Regions from separate parts of the Mus musculus genome. Here region 1 is linked to region 2. Evidence: chromatin contacts called from public Hi-C data. All regions are on one chromosome and are shown on one strand. The core of a region is the stretch at or near the end of the contact, and the rest is flanking DNA. Distances in the headings are between cores, read along the strand shown. Region 1 overlaps Idh2 (isocitrate dehydrogenase 2 (NADP+), mitochondrial). Region 2 has its middle 31 kb from the start of Zfp710.

Region 1 (7,042 bases), core at 625-3,124, 100 kb before region 2:
TTCTCCAGCCCTTCTACCTCCTTTAATTTCATTCTTTGTTGTTGCCAAAGTTTTACTCTGTAGCTCAGGCTGGCCCCAAACTCATAGTGGTCCTCTGTTTCAGATTCCTGAGTGCAGCAATTACAGCATGTGTTACCAAACTTAGCTGTGAGACAGGGCTTTTGTTTGTTTGTTGGGTTGGTTGGTTTTGATTTTCTGTTTGATTGTTTTTTTGAGACAGGCTTTCTCTGGGTAGCTCTGGCTGTCCTGGAACTCACTCTGTAGACCAGGCTGTCCTCACACTCATAGAGATCCATCTGCCTCTGCCTCCCAAGTGCTGGGATTAAAGGTATAAGCCACAACCACTTAGCTTTTTTTTTTTTTTTTTTTAAATATTTTAGCAGGGCTGGAGAGATGGCACAGCACTCGTTCTTGCAGAAGACCCAAGTTTGATTCCCAGCACCCACATGGCGGATCACAACTGTCTAATACATTCTTCTCTATTCACAGGCACCAGGCATGCATATGCACAGACATACATGCAAGCAAAACAGACATACATGTAGTGGGCATGGTGGTGCATGTCTTCACGAGGCATAGGCGGGTGGATCTCTCTGAGTTCCAGGACAACCAAGACTACACAGTGAGACCCCCCTCATCATCATCATCAACAACAACAACAACAACAAAGCTTTATTTTTTATTATGTGCATGTGTGTGCCTATGTGTGGGTATGCACATGAATGTTCGTTCCAGAGGAGGCAGATTCTGTGGAGCTGAAGTTACAGGTGGTCACCTAATGTAGGTTCTAGGAATTGAACTTGGGCCCTCTGCAGGAGCAGCATACTTAACTGCCTAGCCATCTCTCCAGTCACAGACGGAATCTTAACTGTGTGGCTCCAGGCTGTCACCTTGTCTGTCCATGGCACCCTGCCCAAGACAGTCGTCTGGCTTGACACTTTACTCTGGCCTTCTTCCCTAGCTCATCCTGCCTCACGTGGATGTTCAGCTCAAGTATTTTGACCTTGGGCTTCCAAACCGTGACCAGACCAATGACCAGGTCACCATTGACTCTGCTCTGGCCACCCAGAAGTACAGTGTGGCTGTCAAGTGTGCCACAATCACCCCTGATGAGGCCCGTGTGGAAGGTATGATGTGTGGTGGGGTCACAGCGAATGGGAGGGTCACAGGCTATCATGCTCAGAGGGAAGCAATTGGCTATGTCACTCATTATGGGACCGGGAGATGGAAGCGTCCAGAGCTGCGCTTCTCCGAGGCTGATGATGGAGACCACGAGTCAGCCCAGTCTCTGAGAAAGCCTGGCATGCAGCAGGGCCTGTGACGTCACTAGGATGTGCCTTGGGGAGGTGAGATTAGGGACCAGCCTCATTTCCACGGCCAGGCCAGGCTTTAGGTCTCCTAGAAGCAGGAAGGTTACGGTATGCTTGCCATGCCGTATGGCTTACAGCAGCAAGAGGCCTCAGCAGTTACAGGGAGGAAGGAGACAGTTCTGCTGCTCTCATAGTAGTGAAGGTCTTTAACAGCCTGGCCTTCTGGCCTCTTGGTCTTTTGGGTGGGCTGGTATCCAGAGGCTGGGCAGAAGCTGCAGGACAGTGGGCATCAGTGATGCTGTAATGTTGGCTAAAGGCTAAACTTGCTTTCCCTGGAACCGTCAGCATCTTCTGAAGACTCCCACTCTTTTGCCATGTGGCTGCTTGATTACCCCCACTGCACACAGTGTGGCCTTTTCTCTTCCTCTCTCCATCTCCTTTCTCCTGGCAGCTGCTGAGATTTACAGCTTGCCTCTCTTCTTTTTCTCTTAAACTAATAACATTGTCCTCAAGCTTCAAAAACAATAGATGACTGTGCTTTAGGACGTTTCCTTCCTAATTTCTGCAGCATGAGGAAGCTAGAGACTCGCCTTCCAGTTGCTCTTCAGAGCGGAGGGTGCAGCTCAGGGACAGAGTCCTTGCCTAGCATGCATAAGGCCCTGGGTTCAATCCCCAGCACTGCGAGCCGGTAACAAAGGAAAACCCAAGACACGCTGGCAGCTCCAGACCTGTAGCACACTGGGGGATCAGTTTTAGTCCTGAGTTCATCGCCTTGGCAAGCACTGTGCCACTGAGCTACATCTCCGGTGCAGTGCTGGGGTTTATAGCTCATTCTTTTATGGACAAGGTCTTAGTGTCTTGAGCAGGATAGGGTGGAGGGAAGCTGCCCTTTCTCATCACTAAGCAACTTCCATGTGGACCTGGTAAAAACGGCAGCCAGGTACTATTCTGGGCACTTTACAGATAACGTATTTATTGACAACCCAGCATGGTTGGCATTTTATTGGTTATTTCAATTCACAGCTCTGGTTAAAGCATGGTGTAAGCCTCACAGTCAGAGATGCAAGGTTCCAGAGGCCATGAATTTAAACTCTGCGACAATGGCTCTCAGTCTTCCTACTGCCGAGACCCTTTAATACAGTTCCTCATGTTGCGGATCCCCAACCATAAAATTATTTTCGTTGCTATTTCGTTATTTTGCTACTGTTATGATCGTAATGTCAGTAACTGTGTTTTCTGATGATCTTAGGAGACCCCTGTGAAAGGATTGTTCAACCCCCAGGTTGAGAACTACTGCTCTAGAGTCTAGACTCTTCTCCCTCCTCCGGGATGACTTCTGGGGCCCCCGTATGGTTTGAGAGGTAGGGCTGTGGTGGGTCTATTGTACCTCTGTTCTCACAGAGTTCAAGCTGAAGAAAATGTGGAAGAGCCCTAACGGAACGATCCGGAACATCCTTGGGGGAACCGTCTTCAGAGAGCCAATCATCTGCAAAAACATCCCCCGCCTTGTCCCTGGCTGGACCAAGCCCATCACCATTGGCAGGCACGCCCATGGCGACCAGGTAGGCCAGGCTTGGGAGACACGGTCTGTGGACTCATGCTCCCCACAGGAAGCCTTGGCTTGAACTGCCTCTCCTTTCTGCAGTACAAGGCCACAGATTTTGTGGTAGATCGAGCTGGCACGTTCAAGTTGGTCTTCACCCCAAAGGATGGCAGCAGTGCCAAGGAGTGGGAGGTGTATAACTTCCCTGCCGGAGGCGTTGGGATGGGGATGTACAACACCGACGAGGTAAGGCCCTGGCCATCCTCCTCTCCAGCCCATTTCTATCTCTATCTCTGCCTAGTTTGTTATCCTTGCTTCTGTTGGCCTCATTCTCATGCCAGGAAGAGGTAGAAGAGACCACGAGGTCAGAAAAGAGCGCCTCCTTGCCTGGACCAGGATGGGTCATGTGACCGCCTTTGAGCCAATCACTGATGGCCAGGGAGGAAGGGCTCTGATTGCATAAGTTGGAGACAGGTGATCAATCAGACCTAGCAGTAGGCGGCTTAAACAAGCCTGTACCAGCTATAAGGTCTAGGAATTATTAGGTAGAGCTGTTCGAAGTAAAGTTGGCAGCAGGGGTCTGTGCTCCCAGAAGTCTGGTGGGAGAAGATTGGCCAAGCATTCCGTGGTAACAGGAGTCCAGGAGTCTTATGGAGGTGCTGCTGGCCCTGGCCCTGGCCCTGGGACCATGGCAGAGTGGCAGTTTTCAGCCTGGGGGCCATGCTATGCCCGCTCTCCCCACAGTCCATTTCGGGCTTCGCGCACAGCTGCTTCCAGTACTCTATCCAGAAGAAATGGCCGCTCTACTTGAGCACCAAGAACACCATTCTGAAGGCCTATGACGGGCGTTTCAAGGACATCTTCCAGGAGATCTTTGACAAGTAACAACCTCTGATGCTTCCTGGGGGCACCACAGCCCCCCGGCTTCCTTGCGCCATTCCTACTTCACCTGGGGAGGTTGCTTTCCTAGTGTGCGCTTGGTTCAGTTGTGAGTTTCAGGGAGGGGTCTTTAACCTGCCAACCCCCTGCCCTCTCCCTGAGACAAGCCCTTTTGCCCCCAGGCACTATAAGACTGACTTCGACAAGAATAAGATCTGGTATGAACATCGGCTCATCGACGACATGGTGGCCCAGGTGCTCAAGTCTTCCGGTGGCTTTGTGTGGGCTTGCAAAAACTATGATGGAGACGTGCAGTCTGACATCCTGGCTCAAGGTACCGCTCCCGGAGGGGGGAAACTGTTGGAATTCCATGACTGGAATGACTTTTTTTGTTGTTGTTTTTTCAAGACAGGGTTTCTCTGTGTAGCCCTGGCTATCCTGGAACTCATTCTGTAGACCAGGCTGGTCTCAAACTCAGAGAGCCGCCTGCCTCTGCCTCCTGAGTGCTGGGATTAAAAGCATGCATCACTATCCAGCGATTTTTTTTTTTAATTAAAAGATTCCAGTATGATTGTGTAAGCACAAGGGTTACGTGAAAGAGAGGCTCTGGGGAAGAAAGTAAGACACACCCAAGAGCGTGGGCATGAACTCAGAGTCTTCTGGAAGTGTGTGTGTGAGATCCCTTATGGAGGCCAGAAGTTGATGTCAGATGCCTTCTATTATGCTCCATTATTATATTAATGTATAATAATAATCTACATTATTGGCTTTAGTATATAAGGCCAAGCATGGTAGCATTATAAAGAGAGGCAGTTGGATTTCTGTGTGTTTGAGGACATAGCCAGTTTTAAGGCAGCCAGACTTACATAATAGACCCTCTCTAAAAAAATTTTATGTGTTTATTATTTATTTTTTCTGTCTACCCAGCGCTACTGGGGATTATATATACGGCCTCATGAAAGCTAGGTGAGTGCACTACTACTGAGCTACAAGTACAGGCCTTTATTTATCTGTGCCTGTGCGCATGTGCAGCACTCGTGTGGAGGGCAGAGGGCACCCTGCATGAGTTGACTCCTTGCACCATGTGGGTCCTGGAGATTGAACTCAGGTTGTCAGGCTTGGTGGCAGGAACCTTTACCAGCCGCGCTGTCTTGTTTTCCCTCTGCCTTATTTTGAGACAGGGTAGACTAGCTGGCTGGGTGGGATCACCATCAGCTGTCTTGTCTTGTACCAAGGGATCGGCCTGTCTCCAACCCTGTGACTGCTGTGACAGAGACAGGCGTGCAGGGTGCTGAGCTCAGGTGGCTCACATTTGGAATCTCAGCACTCAGGGGATTGAGGGAAGCAGACTGCTATCATTTGAGGCCGGCTTGGGTTACATAGTGAGTTCCAGGCCAAATAAAAATAAACAGAAAAAGGGGCCGTTGAGATGGCTCAGTGGTAAAGGCACTTGCCATGGAGATTGACAGCTTGAGTCTCATCCCCAGAATCTACATGGTGGAGAAAGCACTCTTGCAAAGCTGTCCTCTGACCTCTACATGTAACACTGGCCCATGTGCACCATCCCCTACACAAAACAAACAAACAAACAAACGAACGAACAAACAAATAAAAAAGAAAACCTCAGAACACAAGCAAGCTGGATCTTTTTCTTATGGAAGTTCCCCACATTTTCTCTTCTCTGGCCTTCACATTCTTTGTGGGTCTGGGGGAGTTTTTTGATTCTCCAGAGTCCTTGACAACAGACCCATTCCAGCTGAAGTCTGGATTTGGGGACATTTGAAATAAAGGGGCTAACAGTGTCAGAAACAGGGAGGCTTGCAAAATTGCTGATGGCGGCTTATTTCTTCCTGAAATGGCCTTCCAGGGGGCTTCAGACTGACCGCCTCAGGCTATGGGGTCTGGAAAGGGAACACACAGAGGTGACAGTGGCGTGGAGTCTAAGCTGAAGGGTTCTGAGCTGAAGCATGGCTCTGAGGAGAGATCTGTCCCTCCCCGCCAGGCTTTGGCTCCCTCGGCCTGATGACATCTGTGCTGGTCTGCCCTGATGGGAAGACAATTGAGGCTGAGGCTGCTCATGGGACAGTCACCCGCCATTACCGAGAACACCAGAAGGTAAATGTGTGCATTTCAAGGTCCATAGCCCACTGGCCCTGATGACCGGGAGGATGAACCCGGTCTGCCGGTCTGGAGGTAGATAGCTGTGTCTGGTGCTCAGCTGATCCTGTGGCCTGTCCCCAGGGCCGGCCCACCAGTACCAACCCTATTGCCAGCATCTTTGCCTGGACACGGGGTCTGGAGCATCGTGGGAAGCTGGATGGGAACCAGGACCTTATCAGGTGAGCTCATGGGGAGGGCTTGAGCAGGTGCAGCCCACAGTTCTGCCCAGCATGCCGGGGCCTCACTCTGCCGCATCCCCCGCAGGTTTGCACAGACGCTGGAGAAGGTGTGCGTGCAGACTGTGGAGAGCGGAGCGATGACCAAGGACCTGGCTGGCTGTATCCATGGCCTCAGCAAGTGTGTGCTTTGGGAAACAGGGCTTGAGACCCCAGCAGGTGGGAGGAAGCCAGGGGGAACCCCCCCCCCCCAAGAGTCTCTCTCATGAGTGGGTAGAGCTGCCTGGGGTCTGGGGCAGGACAAGTCCTGAGAAATGGCTCAGGCCAAGCCTTCCTTGACCAGGTCTGAGTTGGTGCCCTCTGGCAGTTGCTTAGTTCCTCTGCTCTCCTCCTTAAACCTTTCCCCAGCTTCTTTTATGAGGCCTGTGCCCGGTAGCTTGTTACTTTAAACTTTCTGCCAAATTTATTGTGACCCTCTAGCAGTGGGCTACTAGCAAACTTGGACCTGGGCCTGGTGGCCTGAGGTCTAATGAGCCTGGGAATGGCTTGGTTGATGGCCTCCAGGAGGCCTGAGTCTCCCCTGATGTTCTCTCGGCAGTGTGAAGCTGAACGAGCACTTCCTGAACACCACAGACTTCCTGGACACCATTAAGAGCAACCTGGACAGAGCTCTGGGCAAGCAGTAGGGGTGGACACTACTCAGCTCCAGTGGGTACTCTGTACATGGCAGAGGGTGGGCCTCACAGCCCCTCTCTGGTGGCCTTTCTAGGGGACATTTTTTTACATATATATATGATGGAGATGTTTTTTAAAGTATATGAGCATTTTCCCTCACGGTGGACATGAGGCAGGAACGTGTGCTTTACCTCAGACAGTCAGTGTTCTGCATACTGTAATTTATATTGCTCTGGAATCACATGGTGCCATATTTAGCTACTAAAAAGCTCTTCGCAAAACTGTCTTGATGTGTTTGT
Region 2 (7,806 bases), core at 399-2,898:
CCTGGAGCGCCACACCCCTCATCAGCAGGAAGTAGTCTAAGGATAAAGTTGCCCCCTTTCTTTCCTTTTCTTTTTTCTTTTTTTTCGAGACAGGGTTTCTCTGTGTAGCTCTGGCTGTTCTGGAACTCATTCTGTAGACCAGGCTGGCCTCGAACTCAGAAATCCGCCTGCCTCTGCCTCCCTCCTTGCTGGGGTTAAAGGCATGCGCCACCACTGCCTGGCTAATTGACCCCTTTCTGACTCTGACTTTGTTCAGGGATCTCTTTCCTTTCCTTTCTCTTTTTCTCTTATCTAGTATTAGGGGGTTAGAAGGGTGGAAGAAAGAAGAACCCACAAAGCAGCCCAAGCCAGCTACAGAGGAGTTCTGCTCACAGGCTTGCTCTTTAGGGTTTGCCTGGTTTGCTTCCTTATAGCAGCCAACATCACCAGTCCAGGTTTGGTCACACAATTGCTCATAACCACCTCTAACTTTGGTTTCTGACAGCCTTTTCTGGTGTCCTCTGGCTCTGTGCACATAGGGTGCCCTTACATACTTGCAGGCAAAACATTTACATTTTTAAAAAGCTGTGGGGGTGGGGCACTTGCTTACTGCTAGCCTAGCTCCAGGTTCATTAAGAGAACCTGTCTCAAGGGAATAAATAAGGCAGGGAATAACAGTGCAGGACACCTGATGGCCTTCTCTGTCTCTGTACATATGCACAGGTGTAAGCAAGCCACTGCTCATGTGTACAAACACCAGACAGACAGACAGACACACATACACAGACACACACAGACACACACACACACACACACACACACACACTTGTAGTTTCAGTGAGAAAGGTTCTCAAAGGCTCATATCTTTAAAGATTTATTTATTTATTTTGGTTTTTTTTGAGACAGGGTTTCTCTGAATAGCTCTGGCTGTCCTGGAACTCACTCTGTGGACCAGGCTGGCCTCGAATATTTATTTATTTTTATGTATGTGAGTATGTGAATACACATACTGTAACTGTACAGATGGTTGTGAACCTTCATGTGATTGTTGGGAATTGAATTTTTAGGACCTCTGCTTGCTCTGGTCGGCCCCACTCGCTCAGGCCCAAAGATTTATTTATTATTATATGTAAGTACATTGTAGCTGACTTCAGACACACCAGAAGAGGGTGTCAGATCTCATTTTGGGTGGTTGCTGGGATTTGAACTCAGGACCTTCAGAAGAGTAGTCAGTGCTTTTACCCACTAAGCCATCTTGCCAGCCCTCATATCTTGAAATACTTGGTCTTTAGCTGGTGGCTCCAAGTCACTAGGGGGGAAGCTTTGGGGTTTCAAAAGACTCATACCAGCTGGCTGCTGCTGGTGGTGGTGGTGGTGTACACCTTTAATCCCAGCACTTGGGAGGCAGAGACAGGCGGATCTTTGTGAGTTTGAGGTCAGTCTGGTCTACAGAGTCTTCCAGGACAGCCAGCACTACACAGAGAAACCCTATCTCAAAACAAACAAGCAAGCAAGGAAGGAAGCAAACAAAACACCCTTGCCCCCACAAAACCAAACAAAGCCAACAGATCCAAGACATTTAGAGCAAGTGCTCTCTTGACTGCTGACTGTGGCTCACTGCCTGCCATGTGAGCTCTCTCCTGCTGTTCCTGCTGCCATCTCAGCCTTTGCTCCAGCATCATGGACTTTAACCCTTTGGAACTATAAACCCGATGAAACACTTTCTTTTATAAGTTGTCTTGGTCATGGTGTTTTATTATAGCAATACAAAATTAACTAAGACACACAAAGAAAAGGAACAGCCTACTCTTTAAGTGGAACTGACTGGAAAATTCAGGCAGAGAGCCATGAGCAACCTTCTGAATCTTTGCTACCTCATCTGTAAAATGGGCACATGGAGACCAACTCTAAGACTTGTGTGTGGTAGCCAGGCAGTGTTGGCACACGCCTTTAACCCCAGCACTTGGGAGGCAGAGGCAGGCAGATTTCTGAGTTTGAGGCCAGCTTGGTCGACAGAGTGAGTTCCAGGACAGCCAGACAAGAGAAACCCTGTCTTGGAAAAAAACCAAAAAAATCCAAAACAAAACAACAACAAAAAGACTTGTGTGGTACAATGAGTGCACAGAGGCTCCTGCCTGCTACATTTGTTGTTGGAAGTGCAGTAAGAGATGAGGACACCTTACCCTGGGCAGGCTCTGCAAAAGACAGCAGCACAACTGGAGTGAGGCTGCTCTTATCTTTATGTGGACAAAGTTGGTGTGTTACTTAGATGGGGATTTTACTTATGGTGAGAGAAGAGGAAGAGGAAACAGGAAAGAGGAAGAAAGGATCTCGGGAACTCTACAGTGCTGTGGAGGAAGAAGACACAGAGTGACCTCACCTTGGCGTCTTTAAGCACAGACTGCTATTCTCTGTGATCTAGTCCCACTAGTCTGAGAAGAGCTGAGTTCTAGCCATCACGCTTGAGGGCCTCAGAAATTCCTTTTAGTTCCAGCTGAGACATCTTCCTAATTGTTTTGTATTGACACAACAAAATGCTCAAGGCTGGGTACTTTTTTTTTTTTTCGAGACAGGGTTTCTCTGTGTAGCCCTGGCTGTCCTGGAACTCACTTTGTAGACCAGGCTGGCCTCGAACTCAGAAATCCGCCTGCCTCTGCCTCCCAAGTGCTGGGATTAAAGGTGTGTGCCACCACACCTGACGGCTGGGTACTTTTTAAAGAAAAGAGGTTTGCCATATGTGACATCCCAGCAACTCAGGAAGCACAGAAAGGAGGGTTGCTACACATATTCAGGCTAGTCTGGTTTACAGAGAGCATTCCAGGCATGTAGCAAGACTGTCACAATGTAAGCCGGGTGTGGTGGCGCACGCCTTTAACCCCAGCACTTGAGAGGCAGAGGCAGGCGGATCTCTGAGTTCGAGGCCTGCCTGGTCTACAGAGTGAGTTCCAGGACAGCCAGGGCTATACAAAGAAACCCTGGGTCAAAAAACAAAAAACAAAACATAACAAAAAGACGGTCACAATATGACAGATGGCACCGAAGACAAACCGCATCAAGGAAGAAACGTTAACAGGAGGGAAAGATTGATTTCATCGAATGACAAGAAGCCAGAACACAGTGAGGGGACTGGGCTAGCTGCCCCTACCCCGTTTTTGACATGGTCTCACTATGTAGCCCTTGCTGGCCTAGAATCTGCTCTGTAGACCAGGCTGTCCTTGAACTCACAGAAATCTTCTGTTTCTGCCACTTGAATGTTGGTGTGAGCCAACATGCTTGGCTAGCTCTTTATAAATATAACAAAACAGCTTTACCTTAAAAAACCCTTTTATTGGGCTGGCGAGATGGCTTAGTGGGTAAGAGCACTGACTGCTCTTCCGAAAGTCCTGAGTTCAAATCCCAGCAACCACATGGTGGCTCACAACCACCCATAATGAGATCTGGCACCCTCTTCTGGTGCATCTGAAGTCAGCTACAGTGTACTTATCTATAATAATAAATAAATCTTATCTATCTATCTATCTATCTATCTATCTATCTATCTATCTATCTATTGAGACAGTTTCTCTGTGTAGCCCTGGCTGTCCTGGAACTCACTCTGTAGACCAGGCTAGCTTTGAACTCACAGTCTGCTTCTGCCACTGAGTGTTGAGATGAAAGGCCTAAGGCACTAATGTCAGGAACCACCTTGATTTTTGAGACAGGATCTTGTACAGAACTTGTAGCTAGCCCTCTATACAGATAGACTCACTGCCAAGCTCGTCCTGAATTCTCATCTCAGCTTGTCATATGTGCACAAACACAAATACACACATACACACACACACACACACACACAGACACACATACAGACATAAACACACACACACATAGACACACATACAGACATAAACACACACACACACACATACACACACAGACATAGACACAAATACAGACATAGACACACACACATACATAGACACACATACAGACATAAACACATACACATACACACATACACACACAGACATAGACACAAATACAGACATAGACACACACACATACATAGACACACATACAGACATAAACACATACACATACACACATACACACACAGACATAGACACAAATACAGACATAGACACACACACAGACACACATATAGACATAAACACATACACACACACACACACACACACACACACACACACACACTAGTAAAATTAAAAGTGACAATTCTTTCTTTGCTTAACCGCTCCCCCACCCCTCCCTCACTGAGCTCTGTTCCCAGCCTTAGTATTTCTCAGGTCTTGGGTGGTAGTGCATCTATTGCCATGTGTGGGTAGAAGGGACACAGCCAGGGTTTGCAGTTGGGACCTCAGGAATCTCCCATCCAGCAGCACTGCCCCAGTGCCAGAGTTCCAGGGATTTGCTGTTGAAAAAGTCTGGGAAAGCCCCCCCAATCCCGAGGTGTTGTTTACATGGGTGGCTGAGGCTCTCCTGTGACTGATCAGCAACCAGAGACTAACTGCTGCTCTTTTCTGGAATTGGAACGCAGTGCTCGTCATGACCCTCGGTATCAAACTTCTAGATCCGATTTCTAGAATTCTCCATTCTGTAGAAGATTCCCAGCATGGAGTTGCAATAGCTCTCGGGTCCAGCTGACCTGCCAGTTTAGGAGGGGCTGGGGACAGAAGGCTTTCAAAGACCATCAGAACACCGAGGGAGCCTAGAAACCTTCAGACATCAATCCTGGGGCGAGGGAGTGTCTCAGGTCTCAGGGGCATTTGGGAACACGAGCCCTGTCCTTTGTGAAGCCATAGGCTGATACACAGCAGGATGTAATTAATATCATGGAGACTCTTGAAAGACATCCTACTGCTCTAATGAAAAATGAAAACCCATTGGGCCCGTTGCCCAGAGCCTGTAGACTCAGTCAGGCCTGAAGTCTCCAGCAGAGGGTGCTCACAGGGACCACAGGGCCTGCTCCCCATTCATGCCAAGCAAGGCCAGCATTGCTAGCCACCCAATGGCGAGAAAGTAGCCCTACTTTTACTCAGCCAGAGCATCGCATCGCATATGGCAGTGACCTGCCACGTCAGGCTGTGAGTTGTTCAGAGGAGAGGCCTGGAAATGTAGGGGATGCCCAGAGGAAGGGCGGCGGTGGTAGTGGTGGTGGAGACAGGGAGCACGGACTTCAGCGAATAGCCTTTGACCACTGATGATTTGTTATTGGTCTTGCTGACTGGGCTGAGAGCATGGGCCAGCCAGTTCTTCTGCAGGAAAACACCACTGGGCGTCACTGATTATGCTCAAGGAACTGCAAAGACTCCCTGTGACCCTCCGTGGCTCTCTCGGCCTCCTCTCAGTTCCAGTGCTTGCTGCAAGCGGCGCAATGTGTCTCCATCTTGGCTGCTGCAAATAGCCTTCCCTGTCTCTTCCCCTCAGAAAATGTGAAGGGACACTGCTTGGAGGGCTGAAGGGGAGACTGCAGGTGATCGCGCACTTACCATATCCCGGACAGGCGACAGTGTTCCTCGTTCCTCATTCCCCCCCCCCCCCATCCCTGCCTCCGCTGGCCTCGAATCTGATATTTAGCAGAGGATGATCTCCAATTCCAGATCCTTCTGTCTCTGCTTCTCAAGTCCCAAGTACTTGGTTTGCAGACCATGGATATGTGTGTGTGTGTGTGTGTGTGTGTGTGTGTGCACGTGTGCGCACACATGCACGCCCGAGAGTTAAATTAAATTATAATTTATGTGTTTGGGTGTTTTGCCTGCTTGTTTGTGTACCATGTGAATGCTTGGTACCTGTGGAGGCCAGAAGAGGGCATCAGAATCTCTCTGGAACTGTAGTTGAAGAAGGTTGTTAGCCGTCTGTGGGTGTTTGGAATTGAATCAGGGTCCTCTGGAAGAGCAGCCAGTACTCTTGACTGCTGAGCTGTCTCTGCAGCCTGTTTCTTTAATAATGTAGGCATTCACAGCTATGCATTTTTGTTTGTTTGTTTGTTTTGTTTTTACTCGTCACAAAATGTTTTTAAATTTCCCTTGTGATTTCTCCTTTGGCCCCTTGGTTAAGAGCCCCTTGCCTAGGGTCTGCAGAGATAGCCTAGTGGGTAAGAGGATGCACTGCTCACGCAGAGGACCCCAGTTCATGTCCTTGCACCCACATCGGATGGATCCCGTGCCAGGGGAAGAGACATCACACCTGTAGGTCTGTCAACATTGTTCTTTCAAATCTGTTCCTTACTTCCCCAGTGGGTGGGTTTCTTTTCCTTCTGCTGTGGTCTTTGGTTTTCCACACTGCTATTGAAACAGAGGCTGTCTTTGATTTAGTGTAGGGTCTATCCTGGAGAATGTTCTGGATGCCCTTGGGAAGAATGCATATTCTGTTTTTCTGGGGTAGCATTTTATATATGTGTGAGTGTGTGTGTGTGTTAAATCCAGCTGGTCTACAGTGTTGACTGGATCCTGTATTTCCTCATTGATCTCCTGTCGGGTTGTTCTATTTCTTTCCACTAAAAAATTTATGCCCTGTATTAAAAGGTGATATGTTCACATGGTTCAGAATTTTAAGTGTAAATGGTCCTTCCGTTTCTGACTCCCAACCCCCACTTTTCTTCTGCAGAGACACCTAGAGTCAATAGTTTCATGGGTGTTCTTGAAGCACTTTATAGAAAATATACACTATGTACTTTAAATGTTTTATGCATATAGGTGTTTTGTCTGCATGTATGTCTGTGTGCTACATGCATGCAGTGACCATGAAAGCCAGAAGAGAGAGCTAAATCAATCCCCTGGGACTGGAGCATAGATAGCTATAAGCTGCTGTGTGGGTGCTGGAAGATGAATCTGGATCCTCTGAAAAAGCAGCCAGTGTTCACAACAGCCGAGCCATCCCTCCAGTCCTTCCTCCCCTCCCCTCCCCTCCCCTCCCCTCCCCTCCCCTCTCTCTCTCTCTCTCTCTCTCTCTCTCTCTCTCTCTCTCTCTCTCTTTCTTTTCCATGTGAACAGGTTTTTCATTGAGTCCAGGCTGACTTGAATTTGAGATATCTCTGCTCCAGACTCCTGAGTAGCTGGGATTTCAAGTGTGGTCCAAAGCACCTGAAAATCATCCTCCCTCCCTCCTCCCTTCCCTCCCTCCCTCCCTCCCTCCCTCCCTCCCTCCCTCCCTCCCTCCCTTGCTCCTCTCCCTCCATGTCCCTGTCTTTCCCTCCCTGCCTCTCTCCCACTCATGGTTGTACATCCCTGGCTGGTCTCAAACTCTCATACTAGGTAGATGAGGCAGCATTCTCCTCTGGAATGCTGGGATGTGCTGGTGCGTTTTTACCATTCATGGCCTCAAAATACAAATTTACATATTTGTAAGCTCTTTCTCAGAGGTGTGTGTGTGTGTTGTGTGTGTGTGCACCTGCTCATATGGGTGAGTATGCAGGTAAAGGCCTGAGCCTATGAATACTGAAGGTCAACATTGGTGTCTTCCTAAACCATTCTTCCCATTATTTTCTGAGACAGGGTCTCTCGTTGCACCTAGAGACTGCTCATTGGCTAGGCTGGCTGGCCAGCAAGCCCTAGGAATCCTCCTATCTGCCTCCCCAGAGCTGAGATTGCAGACGATTGCTGATAAGGACTAGGTTTATACAGGGTGTCGAGGATTCCCACCTCCCAAAGGCCCACCCCACACTTCCGCAGCAAACACTTCCCAGCTGAGCCTTTGCCCCAGCTCTCCCACAGGGTTTTATACTTGGAATCTGGAGATGGTTTTGGAGTGCTGTTCCCAGTCAGTCTCCATGATAATCCAGATCCTCCAGCATTGGAGCATTTCTGTTCCCATTCCCTCAAGTACTTG

What was found. A called contact is a pair of places that touch in the nucleus more often than the background predicts.
Region 1: a contact with region 2 is called in a Hi-C map of bone marrow-derived macrophages, with 58 read pairs. The contact joins two enhancer-like sites. A contact is called at or near these places in 1 of 39 promoter capture datasets (embryonic stem cells), 1 of 15 datasets of contacts at CTCF or cohesin (the NIH/3T3 cell line), 40 of 484 Hi-C or Micro-C datasets (B cells, the Ba/F3 cell line, the C10 cell line and 14 more), 10 of 115 datasets of contacts at active chromatin or transcription factors (the HPC-7 cell line, bone marrow-derived dendritic cells, embryonic stem cells and 1 more) and 4 of 9 other capture datasets (adipose tissue, embryonic stem cells, liver and 1 more).

What each region holds. Positions count from the first base shown.
Region 1 is chr7:80,094,828-80,101,869 of GRCm38.p6, reverse strand. It overlaps Idh2 (isocitrate dehydrogenase 2 (NADP+), mitochondrial), which reads left to right. Exons shown (of 11, transcript NM_173011.2): 3 at 962-1,127; 4 at 2,712-2,872; 5 at 2,956-3,099; 6 at 3,598-3,734; 7 at 3,915-4,066; 8 at 5,735-5,847; 9 at 5,974-6,071; 10 at 6,157-6,249; 11 at 6,667-7,024. The coding sequence ends at 6,754. Among named protein-coding and RNA genes, the nearest start is that of Idh2, 17 kb to the left of the region's middle. Within about 2 kb of position 1,874, at least 6 of the 459 cell types and tissues checked have an H3K27ac peak or open chromatin away from gene starts, as enhancers often do. A contact at or near this core is called in bone marrow-derived macrophages, where this site is marked.
Region 2 is chr7:79,991,798-79,999,603 of GRCm38.p6, reverse strand. No RefSeq gene overlaps it. Among named protein-coding and RNA genes, the nearest start is that of Zfp710, 31 kb to the left of the region's middle. Within about 2 kb of position 1,648, at least 17 of the 459 cell types and tissues checked have an H3K27ac peak or open chromatin away from gene starts, as enhancers often do. A contact at or near this core is called in bone marrow-derived macrophages, where this site is marked.